2 separate regions of the Anas platyrhynchos genome follow, and region 2 is linked to region 1. Evidence: chromatin contacts called from public Hi-C data. All regions are on one chromosome and are shown on one strand. Each heading gives the region's core, a stretch centred on a gene start, on an enhancer-like site or on the middle of the called end of the contact. The rest is flanking DNA. Distances are from core to core; before and after follow the strand shown.

Evidence for each region. Hi-C and Micro-C count contacts between places; a contact is called where the count stands out from the background.
Region 2: a Hi-C map of skeletal muscle shows a contact between it and region 1, with 7 times the contacts expected there. The contact joins the promoter of MSRB1 here to the enhancer-like site in region 1. A contact is called at or near these places in 3 of 8 Hi-C or Micro-C datasets (F1 follicle, skeletal muscle and subcutaneous adipose tissue).

What each region holds. Positions count from the first base shown.
Region 1 is chr15:18,441,925-18,448,452 of IASCAAS_PekinDuck_T2T, forward strand. It overlaps MEIOB (meiosis specific with OB-fold), which reads right to left. Exons shown (of 15, transcript XM_072023906.1): 2 at 5,298-5,414; 3 at 4,612-4,684; 4 at 1,783-1,840; 5 at 324-455. The coding sequence starts at 4,680. Among named protein-coding and RNA genes, the nearest start is that of FAHD1, 14 kb to the left of the region's middle. Within about 2 kb of position 3,042, at least 1 of the 8 cell types and tissues checked has an H3K27ac peak or open chromatin away from gene starts, as enhancers often do.
Region 2 is chr15:18,511,610-18,518,290 of IASCAAS_PekinDuck_T2T, forward strand. It overlaps MSRB1 (methionine sulfoxide reductase B1), which reads right to left and starts at 4,344. Exons shown (of 4, transcript XM_038187015.2): 1 at 4,207-4,344; 2 at 3,686-3,828; 3 at 3,467-3,581; 4 at 1,613-2,935. The coding sequence starts at 4,261. The coding sequence ends at 2,904. It overlaps LOC119718444 (testis-expressed protein 2-like), which reads left to right and starts at 4,466. Exons shown (of 13, transcript XM_072024078.1): 1 at 4,466-5,001.

The DNA.
Region 1 (6,528 bases), core at 1,792-4,291:
ACAGAGTTTATTTTTCATAATTTGTAAGAACTAAATGTAATGTAAGAGTTTAGATCCATTCAACTATAGGTAAGTTCTGGGTGGCTGCATTCAGTGGATTTCTATCTGGCCTTTTTGTTTACATATTTATTGGTTTTTGAATTTAAATTCTAGAGATTTTATTCCCTTCCTCTATATACTTAACTGAACAATTTGTTTCCAATTAGACTGTTTTCCAAGCCCTCAGAGAAAAATATAGTAAAACCACAAACACATAACACTGAATTACTGGGGAAAAAAATATACATTCAAACAGAGACATTAAGAAAAAAATTCCAACTTACCACAGTCACCAACTCTAAAGCTTTCTGAAAGCGATCTAATGTACTCTTCTCTGCCCCAAGAACTAACATTTATAAAATAAGTTGGTGAATCACGAATAGTGAAACCGAAGGTGTATCTTTCAGACCCAATGTCTGCAAAACCAAACAGCACTATTAGCATTCAGTAGCACACCTTAGATTCAATCAAGAACATGTGTATAAAATCTGTGTTGGGAGGTTTGGCTGGATTTTGTCATTAAGAACTGCCATCCGCAATCTGGTGAGTACCACTAGAGGTCAGCAGACTTTTTGGTAAACACATCGGTGTTCATGGATGGGGACAGCTACAATTCCTAAATCGGCTGTACCCCTAACATACCATCCACCCACACGTATCACTTAAACACGGGCAGCACCATATAAGCTTACAAATTAAAGAACTGTACAGTACAGCATTCAAAGCAGTCATCCAACACATTAACAAAGGTAACTCATAAATAAGCTATGTACTAGCAAAAATAGTCTAGGTAGGCAGTTTTTAGAGGGCTGTGCCCATGTATGAGAAGACCGAGATGACATACACAGCTGCAGATTACAGGCAGTATTACACTTCAGATAGTACTAAGGGGTCTAACTGATTAAAACAAAGGGTTTCCAGCCCTATAGAAGTTCATGATTAAGTGGGAGTAAGAAACGCTGCACTCCCTTTTCCCTCACAGCTAATTAACAAGCTTTCCATGGATCATACAGCAGCCTGCAACATGTTATTTTCAAATTATCAGTAACAACTCTGGAGCCATCTGCATACAGTAAGCGCAACCTGGCTGTAGTTCCATGGAGGCATCCACGTGAACCACCCCATTTCCCAGCTATGTAGAATTGCTTCTCATGAGGATGACTTCCCTCCAAAAATTCACCAGGAGCAGGCTCAGTGATGCCAATACCAACAGCATAACTGAGCCCTTCACACAGAGCTGGAACGACTGTGGCTGGAGGTGCTTCCTAGCACTGTGTTGTCTCTAATCTGTAGGTACATGATCTCAGTTTCCAATTAACAGTGTATTAACAATGTGTCATTCCCATTTTTTCTTGAGAAATACTAATTTGGTGCTACCCAGACCAGAAATTACTCATTTCGCTCAAGACATCTCCTTAACATTTCTAAGACAGAATGAATATGAAGAATTGACTCCAGCAGTATTTATAGTACTAGCGTGTTCAAATTGGTACCATCTTCTTCAGACGCTAAAACACTTCCATGATGGAATTTTTTAAAGTGAATTTTAACTGATAAGGTTTACCCAAACTAATGCTGCTCTCTCCTCTTGTTTCCCATCCCCCACAGTTGTTTTTTTTCATTTCTATTCCATACACTTTACACTAAGAGGTCTGTTTACCATTTACATATCGATTTCAGTCATACATGCCAAATTATACCACATAAGAAAATGAAGTAAAAACAGTTAAAAAAAGACTCTACTTTTTCTGTCTGGAAAGCCTCTGACATCTGTTTTCCCAATAACCACACCGATTACATTCTAAAAAATAAAAAGATTATAGAATACAAGTATTAAACACAGATGTATACGATGAATTAGATTTCATGGACTTGTACTCTACTGATGATAATAAACATATTTCTGACTGGTAATCATTTTAATCTATTTATTCCACATTACCATATGAACTAAGGACTACAACATAAACATACAATTTTACTTTAAAAAATGTGACTGAAAATATTAAAAGAAATACATCTGTTTCTGTTTGTAAAGACAATGAGAGGACAAAAGTTCAACCCAAAACATTTATAATTTTGTCTGTTTACAGCATCCTCTCCTCAGGTAGGTAGTGATGTTGTTGTTGATGTAGAATAATATATAATATGCATTATAATATATATCTATGTGGTATTAAAAAAAAAATATCTCCTCAGCATGAGAGAAGAGCACAGCAGTACTAGTTCGGGAATTTAAGAGGTAAGTAATGCAAGCAGTATGGTAACAAAGACTGGAAGGGTGACTGTCACTGCAACACGGCAGAAAGACAGAGGTCGGTAAGGGACAGTTTAGCAATTTAATAATCAACACATGCTGAATTTTCTATCTGTTCACAAAGCAGCACAACCTGACCGACTCCACTACAACTGTACAGTATCTGTACGTGCTCAAAAATTAGGTCTCACGTTCCCAGTTTACTCTGAATCACTAGATGGAGCAAGGTAGCTGTGTTATCCTACACTGATGGACATAAACTCGTTAGAAGGATGGATGTGGAAATAGTGTAACATCTTCCAAAGTTCTTCCAGTCTTTTTATCATAGAGTATTTTCTATCTATCCACAATATGTAATGAATTAGTATTTTTTCTATTTTTACTTTTGCTTCTTTAAAAAAAAAAATAAATGAAATCAAACTACAACATACCCTGTATCTCACCACTGGTGTGAAGAACTGACATTTAGGATGACTTTTTACATAAACTATGCTGATGTAGAACTACAGTTTACAAAAGAGATCTCCACTATCCCTGCTGCAAATTTATTCATTATTCTTATATTAGCAGTAGGGCTGCACAGCAAGCTGGCAGAAGGAAGTGATCTGGCTGAAAACTATGGGGGGAGAAAGGGGTTTAAGAACTTTCAGAGATCATTTCCTTGATCGACTTTATTGTGCAACTACACAAGCATTAGTTTCACCCGAAGAGGAGGAGTGAAACATGCCAGCCACAAGGGAATGGGCTGCACTGCCTTTTTTGGCAGAGCATTGCTTAAGACTGCTCAACCAAATCATGAGACTACAGCATTACAACACTGCAAGCTTCATAGACTTTTAAAAAAAGTCTTTTTCACTTTTAAAAAATAAACTCCAAAGTAAAAAACTATGACATTTCGGTACTTTGAATGCAAAGAGGTCAGCTGTTTTAGACTGGTCAGTATGTGTTTAGGAGGTTATCACCAGATACTGGTGAGTTATTGTAAAGAAGGTTGTTGTGGTTTTTTATTATTATTAACATCTGCTAATTGCAATGCTCAAAATTAGTTTTATTTGTAAAATAAAATCTTTTAACAATCTAAGTGAACCAGTTTATTGTGAGTAACTGTGAGTGACGGATCACCTTTGCTGGAGACCAGGAGTTCATAAAAAGTTAGAAAAAAACATGTGATTTCTCCTTCATATGTTTAACATAAATGAGAAAAAAAAAATGGTAAACTGTGCCCCTCTAAACAAAAAGCTGTGACAACAGGAAAACTTGTTTTCAGCTCCTCACAATGCATCAGGTTTTCCGTGGGGGATACAGCTCTGCAAACGTGCATCTACTTTTTCCTACGTGGAGAGATGCAGCTGTAGCAGGGCACTGCAGCTCAGCTGGTAGTGCATCCATGTGGAAATGCAGCTTCTCTGTTCTGTTCTCCAGGCACCAACTTCCAGCAGCACCAAACATTTAAAGACACGTTATCACTGGTAGGCTACAGAGAGTGATGGGTAGGAAATAATGAAGAGAGAGCTAAGTAGCCTTCTCCCTCTTGTATTAAAACAATCTTGGATACCAAAGAATGAAAAACTGGGTCCTCAGACTTTCTATTTTTAATTCAATCATCTAAAACCCAAAGGAGAAAAACATTGAGTTACACTGCACACCTTTTTGTTCAACGCTGACTAGTGAATACAAAACTCTGCTGTTTGCTAAGTTCACTTTTCGGTTCATCCTACTCTCTCGTACTCCCCCAAGCAAAGATCTTAGCTCCTTAATAGCCTGACAAGCACAAAACCTGCTTTTTGTTCTAAAGAAACAGAAACAAACCCATTTCATGTGTAATTGTGAGATTTTTTATCTAGTTAAAGGACCATACCATTCAACAAGACTTTTGTTTGAATAATTAAGGACTACATTATTTAGTGGGATTGAGCACACAAGTAAAAATTGCAGGACCAGGCCTTATGTTCATAGCTTGTTGTAAAAGACTATTGTAGGTTACAGATGTATTGTGACTACATAATGCTGACTCTGAACATGCCTTTACTAATTCAGCATCCATTTAAAACATTACAAAGAAACCTCTGATACTTTCAGACATTGAATTGTCCAGTCAATATCTGTAGTTGTAGTATCCACATATTATGGACAACAACAGCATCAATTTTCATTTTCCTGGTTTATGCACAAAGAAAGTAGGGTACTTTATATCTAACAATTATACTAATGCTATTAGTATCTAAATACATGTCAATTACATAATTTTGCAGAAATGTAATACAGCCATATACAATTTCACTTGAGAACAAAAGTACTATGTCACTGAGACTTACAGGACGAGCAAGATTTGGATGCAGATCTGAAAGTGCAACAAAGTCCCGTGTTGAACTGTAATAAGCCATTTATCTGTAATTTGAGAAAATTAATTTAGATTTTAAAAAGATCTAAACAAATCACTTAAAACTATTCATAAGGAGAACAACAAGCAATTTTTAACAAAAATGTTTTGACCCAAATAGCATGTCTTCAATAAAAGCATTTCAAGCCATCTAAATTAGAAAATTCTTTATTATTTGTATTCGGTTATGTAATAGTCATGAGCTTTACTATGTTATCTGTGCTTCTCAAACAAGTGCTTGGTTGGTTGGTAGTTGTTGTTTCTGTAAAGCATTCAATATCTCCATTAGCACAGGCCTTGAAGAAATATTTACTCTCCTTCTCCAGTCTGGGAAAAAGATACTCCAAATTTGCTATATAAAAACTACTTAAGTGTGGCTCTCAAACCTGCTCCCATCTCATTACCTGGAAGAACGTATGTACACTTACTAGGAAAGTCAACTATCCCTCCAAGGCACGTCAATATCCTTGTCTCAGTTAAATATTGTTAAATGATGTACCTCACACCACAACTGAATCAGGTGAGAGACAACAACACATGGATCAAAGCACTAGCAGAGAGGCTATTAAAGATTTAAAGTGCTCCAGGCCCCGAACAGGGAAGAGCAGTATCCAGTTGTACCAGTCGTTTATCCTCTCCGTTTATCCTCTCCTCGGAGGCACGAGCTCAGCTCCTGTTGTCAGCGGAGGGAACCTGCTCTTCGCGCCTGCTCAGCACCACCCAGGATCAGACCCTCTTCTGAGGAAAAGGAGAAGACAGAAGACAATATTTAAAACCACTGAAACCTTAAGCACTGTCATGCCATCCCAAACTGGTGTCTGGCAGCAGGCACCCTCAAAGCCTGACACCACAGAGATTTTTCTCACCGCCGTCCCTCCAGCTGCCGAGAGGGAAATGGGACCAGGAGGGGACTGAGACACAAAATGGCGGCGGGCGCCATGGGCGGGAAAAGGCCTTTGCGCCCCTCCATGTGTGACCGAGCCTAACCAGCCCCGGGCCTCAGGGAACAGCTGCCAAAAACAAACAAACAAAACAAAACTGAGAAATTTGAAGTCTCTGGGTGAATGGTTTAACCTGCCGGAGCAGTGGTGAGCAGCCTAGAGCCACCAGCCTGGAGGACAGCACCATCACATTCAATTTCAGTCAGAGAGCTTGGCTGAGGGTGCAGAACTTGCATTTCACTTCACAGAATTATTTATAAATGTTCTTATTTGCAGGACTGGACCTGGTCCACCTCCAGTCCATAGCTGCAGTTCTAGCCGTAGCAAAGGGTGCTCTTACCAAGCTCCTGGAGTTCATGAAGCTGATGAGGCCCAGGAGTCAAAAGTCAGCCTCATTCTGCCACAGTTATAAACGCAAAAGATACCAGCAAACCCCAGTAAATTTCAGAAAGCTTTGGAGAAATGATTCCCTGTCGCTTTTTTTTATCTTTTTTTTTTTTCCTTTTTTTGTGGTAGCTCCAGGAGAAAAAAAATGTAGCCTGCATTTCATAAATGAATTGAAATTTATGTTTTAAGACATTATTTGTATTGATTTGCACACAGCATTCTTGGGTTTTCAGGCCATGCAGAGGACTGAAGTGGGCCATTTTGTCCATTTATATTGCATTATAAATTTTTTTAATCGATGCTCTTCACTTCTGTGTCATAAAAAATTCTACTCCTGATCAGTAATTTTATGACCTCAAGGTCATAGCTATTGAAGTTTTTAGTGTAGCCTGACAAATTCTCTGTGTTGGTTCTGTATTACAGGATCTTTCATTTCTTCAATTAAACAGCTGAAAAAGGATACCACCTGTGCTCTCATATTTATTGTGTCACTAAAGTCCATGATAATTACACCATGTTGATGA
Region 2 (6,681 bases), core at 3,094-5,593, 71 kb after region 1:
CAGGGAAGTTTACGTCGGCCTGCTAACGTAATTCAATTTCTGTCTTCTGAGCCCTTTATGTCATTAAGCCCACGTCGCCAATACGGGGCCTCTTTTGCCCAACTAAGCAAAATCTTCCTATTAAGCCAGAATTGACATTAGCGCAATAATAAAATTAGGATTAATGACGGGGGAAGGGCTGCTCCGGGCCAGCCATGCAGGCAGGGCCGGCCGGGGCTGAGCCCCTCGCTGCGGGGCCGGGGGATCCGGGGTGCCCAGGGGAGCTGGGGAGGCTCGGGGGGGGGGGATCTGCCCCCGGTGGGCTGCATCCTGCACCCACAGCACTGCCTGAAGCCTTCGAGCCTCCCGTGCCAGGCTGTGGCATCAGCAGCTGTAGGCACAGGTTGGAAAAGCATCTCATCCCTGGGAGGGCATCCTGGGCTTTTTGGTTTTGTTTTCATTTTTTTCTCCTTTTTTCCCCTTTTTTTTCTTTTTCTCTTCCCTTTATTTTTTCCTTCCCCCCACCTTTTTTTCCTTTTTCCCCTTTTTCTTATGTTTTCCTCTTTCCCCTCTTTTTTCCTTTTTTAATTTTTTCCTTTTTTCTTTTTTCCCTTTTTTCTTTTTTCCTTTTCCCCCTTTTTCTTTTTTCTTTTTCCCTTTTTTCTCCCCTTTTTTCCTTTTTGTTTTCCTTTTTTTTCCATTTTTCCCCCTTTTTCATTTTTTTCCCTTTTTTCTATTTTTTCCCTTTTTCTTTTTTTTTTCCTTTTTTTTCCCCACTTCTTTTCCTTTTTCTTTTTTTTTTTTTTGTGTCCCTCCCGCTTGCTCGAGGGCAACACCCGCTGCTTGCCCTCTGCTCGTGCCCTGAGGGAAGCCCGGGGCGAGGATCCAGCCTTCAGCAGAGGCTTGGGAACACCGCGGGCACCCTCCCGCGGCCGCTCCCCGAACTGCAGGCAATCCGAATTACAGTCACTCCGAATTAGTCAATCCGAATTACAGCGAGATGACCCCCCCGGCCCCTCCCGGTGCCACCTGGGCGCTGGGAGGAGGCCCCAGCCCTGCCCCGGCCTCCAGGCCTCGCTCAGGGGGCACCAGGCTGGAGGCGAAGCAGCGGGTCAGGGGGGATTAATTAGCTGAAAAGCAGCTTGGAGCTCAGGCCGGGATCTCATTAGCAATTAGTGTAACAGAGCCAGGGGATGCGGAGTCCAGCAAAGCCCAGCTCAGCCTCCAGGAAGCCAGGACAAAGAGACTTTTGGGGGCAGGGGACAGCAGAGCTGCCACCGACAACTGGCTTCTCACAGGGAAACTGCTGAGACGCTGCCAAAACCCATCCCTCCTTCCCAGCACGTCCTGCCAGAGGCTGTGATTTAGCAAGAACACACTGAAACAGCCTAAAAGCACCTGTAGTTGAGCTGAAATGGTGACTTAAGGTTAAAGAAAACCATCCCCGGTTAAAGTTTTGACTCTGGCAAAGCCTGAAGACTTCCAATGCATCTGCGTCCTCCCATCCAAAACCCAGGGGAAGACACAAACCCACCCCAGCTTTGGGGGATCCCCCCAGCTGCAGACTCCTCAGGCACCAGCAGGAACGTTTTTAAAAGACAAAATAAGACGGCTATTTCTCTAACACAGTGAATCAATGTTTTATTTTTTGTTTATTTTCAGTGTTCGAAGAGGTACAAGATGAGCAGTGAGCTCCAGGGAATGAGCCGGCACATTGCACTTGTGGCCGGTGCCCTTCCCTCTAGCCCAGGAGGCCCGAGGAGGCAAAAAGCACGTGGAGAAAAGCCCCCAAAGTGCCCCGAGTGCAGCTGAACCGTAACGCTGTGGCGTGGCTGCACCACCCCGCTCACGTGCTGCACCAGTTACACCATCAGACCCATGGGTCAAAGGTTTCCTGTGCCCAGAAACCCTCCTGTCCCGATTTCAAAGAGGAGGGTTTGGTTCCTGGGCAGTGAGCAAAGCAGGGCAGTGAGGGAAGGCCACGAATCAGACCCTGAATTAAGGAGGAATCAGTGTCAGAGCCCTTTTGAGTGCAGAGAGAACGCAAAGGTGACTCCTAAAGCCTGAGTTGTGCAAGGTGCAGTCGGTGAGCCTGGTTCTGGCCTCCCTTACAGCAGCATAAAGTAAGGAGGAACCGTTCACACCACGAGGGTTACAACGCAGTAATACCGGGTCTGCTGTGAGGCAGAGCCAGAGCCAGGCCCAGAGGACACAGTAAATGCAGAACCGCCTCTGCTGCCTGCATGTTGGGTCGAGGGGTAAAAAACCCGGGTGCTGTCCAGCAGGGTCATAAGAACATCCTTGCCCCAGCATCCTGGAAGGGTTTACAGAGGGCAATTCATACCATGATCCCAGCCCAGAATAGCACCAGAGATTAACCCAGGCTCTGCTCCCCGCTAATCCAGCGCCATCCCCCCTCCGAGACGTCAGGAGGGAGGCTCTGGGTGGCAGCGGTGGCAAGGCAGCATCTGCCCTTCTTGCCACGGCGCTGAGGCAGCCCCAGCTCTGCTGGGCACCACCAGAACTGCCCCAGCACCCAGCGGAGGCAGGGACGCAGGCACGGGTGCTGCTGCAGTGGGCAAAGCAGAAAGGACGCAGCAGCAGCTGCTGGCAGAGGCAGGGATGTCTGGGGGAAAATGGGAGGGGGAAAGGGAAGGTAAAATGAAGAGCTGCAGCCTCCAGCTTAACTCGTGCAAAATAACCTCAGGCACGGGTCATACAACCCAGCCCCCAGCAAGTGCAGGGCAGCCACAGCCTCCCCTTCCCTCCCAGCTCCCTCCCAGCACCCAGAATGGGGATGTCTCGGAGCATGGAGCCGGCCTGGGGGCACCAGGAGCTTTGTCGGGGGGTGTCTTGCTCCCAGTGCACCCCAAGATGTGAACGCAGGATCAGCCCCCAGCAGCATGTTGTGTAGAGCAGCTCGCTTACTTCTCCTTCGGGTCCTTATCTGCTTTGCCTGGAAGAGGGGGAGGAAAGAAATCAGGGCCCCTGTGTAGCACTGCAGTCGGATAATCAGAACAGCAAGACACGGCTGGGGTGCTGCCCTGAGCTCAGACACAGCCTCCCAAAGCCTTTTTCTGACAGTGGGCAAGCAAACAGCACCACAACCACTGCAGAAAGAACTGGCCTTTGCCTACCATAAAGCGGAAGAAATGTTCAAACCTTGCACGTGACTACTGCAGGAAATGAGCCAGCAAGCTCAGCGCCATCCTGCCCTGGCTCTGCACCACCAGCAGAAAGCCTCCAGGGTTCTGCTGCTCCCCTGACACACAGGGACCTGGGGCACCTCCAGCATGCCCCATATTCCACCATGCAAGGTCAGAGAGCCCCCACAGAGCCACCCACTGATCAGCCTGAGGCGTGTGGGATTTGCTGGGGGCCTGGGGGGCTCCAGGTTTACCGCATCCCTCACCGTGCAGCCAGGCTGGCAGCAACCCCAACAGATAACCACGAGGAAAGAGGCAGCCCGGTGAGGCGCAGCCCTTACCTTTCGGGATAAATTTCAGCGAGCTGCTGAATATTCAGAAGCGGGACTGCCCCCTCTTGGGCCCGTCATTGAGGAACTCGTGGCCCAGCCCGTTGCCACACTTGCCACAGGACACCTGGCGACACAAGGAGGGGGTCACAAGGGGCCTTTTGTCAGCATGGACCCTGCTATGAGAAACGGGCTTTTTTCACCCCATTCTGAGCATTTGGGACCCCTCACCTTGAAGGCCCCCGGGCGCTCCTTGCGCTTGGCCACGCTGTCCTCGTGGATGGTCTCGGTGAAGGCCGGCCAGGGCGAGGAGTGCTCGTACTTGGCGCGGCTGGAGAACAGCTCGTAGCCACACCGGGCACACGCGTAGATACCTGGGGGGGGGGAATGGCAGAGGGAAGGGGGGCTCAGCACTGAGACCCCCGAGAAGCCCCCCGGGGCCGTGTCAGCTGCCCCAGGACACCCTCACCCCTGGGCTCTACCCCCTGGGGCAGCCACCAGCCCAGGGCCAGGCACCAAAAGGGGGCTTTGAGCTCGCCCCCAGACCCCCTTTATAGGCAGCCCCCCCGACCCCTCCAGCCTCCCCCCAACCCCCCGGGGCTCGCCCCCAGCCCATCCCCGCAGGACGAAGCCCCCCAGCCACACCACCCCCCCCGACCCCCTTTATAAACGACCCCCCAAACCCCTCCAACCTCCCCCCGACCCCCAGCAGGACCCCCCCGACTTTTAGGGTCGCCCCCGGCCGCGCTCACCCGGCTCGAAGTGGTCTCGGAACGCCTCGCCCCCCAGGAAGGAGCAGAACGACATGGCGGAGCCCCCCCCTCCGCCTCCCCGCCCACCGCCCGCCCACTGCCACCCCCCCGCCCCGCCCCCCGACCACGCCCCCCTCCCCAAAAAAGCCCCTCCCACTCTGGCCCCGCCCCCTCCGCGGAGCCCCGGGGCCACCGGGGGGCGTGCGCTGTGGGGGGGGGGGTCCCACCTAGGGGGGGGTCTCCCCCGCTCCTCTCCGCTCCCCCCAGCCCCGTCCCGCAGTTTTGGGGCTTTTTGGGGCCGCTCCGGTCCCCCGCGTGCTCCTGGTGCGTCCCCCCCCCGGGGCAGCGAAGCACCGGGAGAGGGGAGGGGGCGGCTCCTGCCGGGGCTCCGCGGCACCGGGGGGGTCAGGACGGGGGGGTCCCGGCTGTGTGTGTGTGTGTGTGTCCCCGCTGCCCCCCCCCCCGCACCGCACAGCACAGCACCGGGGCCGGCTGAACGCGAACGGAGCCGGCCCCGGGGCGGAGCTCGGCGGGGCGGAGCGGGGCCCGGCGCGGTCCTGCGGATGCTCCGGTACCGGCGGTGGGGAGCGGGGCGAGCTCCGAGCCCTGCACCGGGCACCCAGACCCCGCCTTGGGACCGGGGCTGAGCCCTCACCTCCGGTACCGGCACCGCCACCGGCATCAGCCCTGCGGTACCGGCACCGGCACTGCCCCCCCCCCCGGTACCGGCCCCGATCTCCCCCGGTACCGGCCCCCCAGCCCCAGGAGCGGACCCTTCCCGGCAGCGCGGGGCAGGTACGGGCGCTGCGGGAGCGGGACCCCCGCAGGGAGCGGTGCCGGGGGCAGCCCCGGTGCCCGGAGCGGTGCTGGGGGGGCCGGGCAGCGACCGGCACGGAGCTGGGGGCTCCCCCCCCACCGTGGGCTGGGGTTCGGTGAGCGGCTCCGGGGGGGCTCGGGACAGAGCAGGGGGGACGTGGGAACGTGGGGGGACAGGGGACATGGGGACATGGGGACGGGCACCCCCGAGGAGCCCCCCCGAGGGGTGCGGGACAGGCTGCGGGCACCACGGGGCACAAAGTGGGGGGCACTGTGGGGTGCAGGCTCAGCGGGGATGGTGGCCCCATCCCGCCACCCTAATAGCAGGGGGCAAAGGGGGCAGCCGGGCTCCAGCAGCCCCTGTGGGGACCGTCCCTGCTGGGCCTGGGTCTGCGGGGATGGCGTGGAGGGGGGGTGTGGGATGTGAGCTGGGTGCCCCCATGGGGTACGTGGGGTGTGGGGGCTCCTGGAGGAGGAGGGGGCAGCAGCCCCGCGTGCCGCAAGGTAAGGGCTGTGCGGTGAAGGTGAGCTGCAGGCAGCAGGAGCCAGGCCTGGAGCAAAGCGCTTAAAGGGTTTCTGGGCCCTCCTGACGGTGACACGTCCACATCCCACAGCCCGGAGCAAGAGCCGGGGGCTGCAGCTGCCCGGCACGTGGAGCCCCCCACGCAGGGCCACTGCTCCTGCCCTCTGGATGCTGCCGGTTTAAATTAGGTCAGGCGTGCGTCGCGGGCTCCGCCGCGCTCCCGCTCGAGCCCAGGGGATTGATGGCTCGTGGCAGGCATGGGGAGGATGAGCTTGGGGCTGGGGTGGTGGGGAGCCGAGGATGCTCCGTGCTGCTTTGTGGGGAGCGGGCGCTGCCTCTCCTCAGCCACCGAGCTCAAACGAGGGGGGCACCAGGCAGGCTCGGAGCAGGCTGAAGCACCACGGAGATGTTCCAGGTGCAGGTTTGCAGGCAGCCTAAAGCAGGCAGGCTCCAGGAGCAGCTGCAGCAGCCACCGGGACCCTGCGTGGCGGCAGCATCGCCCACCCGGCCCCTCTGCTGAAGCTTTTTCAGGGGGTGAAGCCGTGCCTGCTCTAAAAGCTCTCGGGTTCTGCCTGGAAGCAGTCTGCGTTCGTCAGATGCCGGTGCGCAGAAAATTGATGTCCTTAGGTTGCAGCGAGACTTTCTTCAAAGCCCTGCGCTCCTTAATCACAGGATAATGCAGGGAGCTCTCCAGCTACAGCGCTCGTAACCACAGCAATTTGGTTTCTGCGGCGGTACGTTGTGAAGATAATTAGACGAGGGATTTCCAACTTGTTTGGCTGGGTGATAAAAACCTCTCTGGGAGGAGGCAGAGCCCTGCCACAAGCCCCGCTAGCGGTGCCAGCCCGCCTCCGGCAGCCACCGGCAGCTCTCATTAGCTGCAGAGGGCTGCTGGAGATTAATTTTTCAATTAACTCTCCTTGTTTTTACATCAAAAGCAAACACCATTTTGGCAATGGCCCACCTGGGAGGGTGTAGGTATCATCGGTGGGCGTGAGCCAGCGCCGGGCAGCGAAGCACGGCAGGAGCGCACTTTTGCTGCCTCGTGCGTGCAAAGGGGGGTGTGGAACGGGGAGGTGCTCGGGGACACCCCCCTGTCCAGGCTGCGCTTGTGTCTCCTTCTGCACCACGTCAAG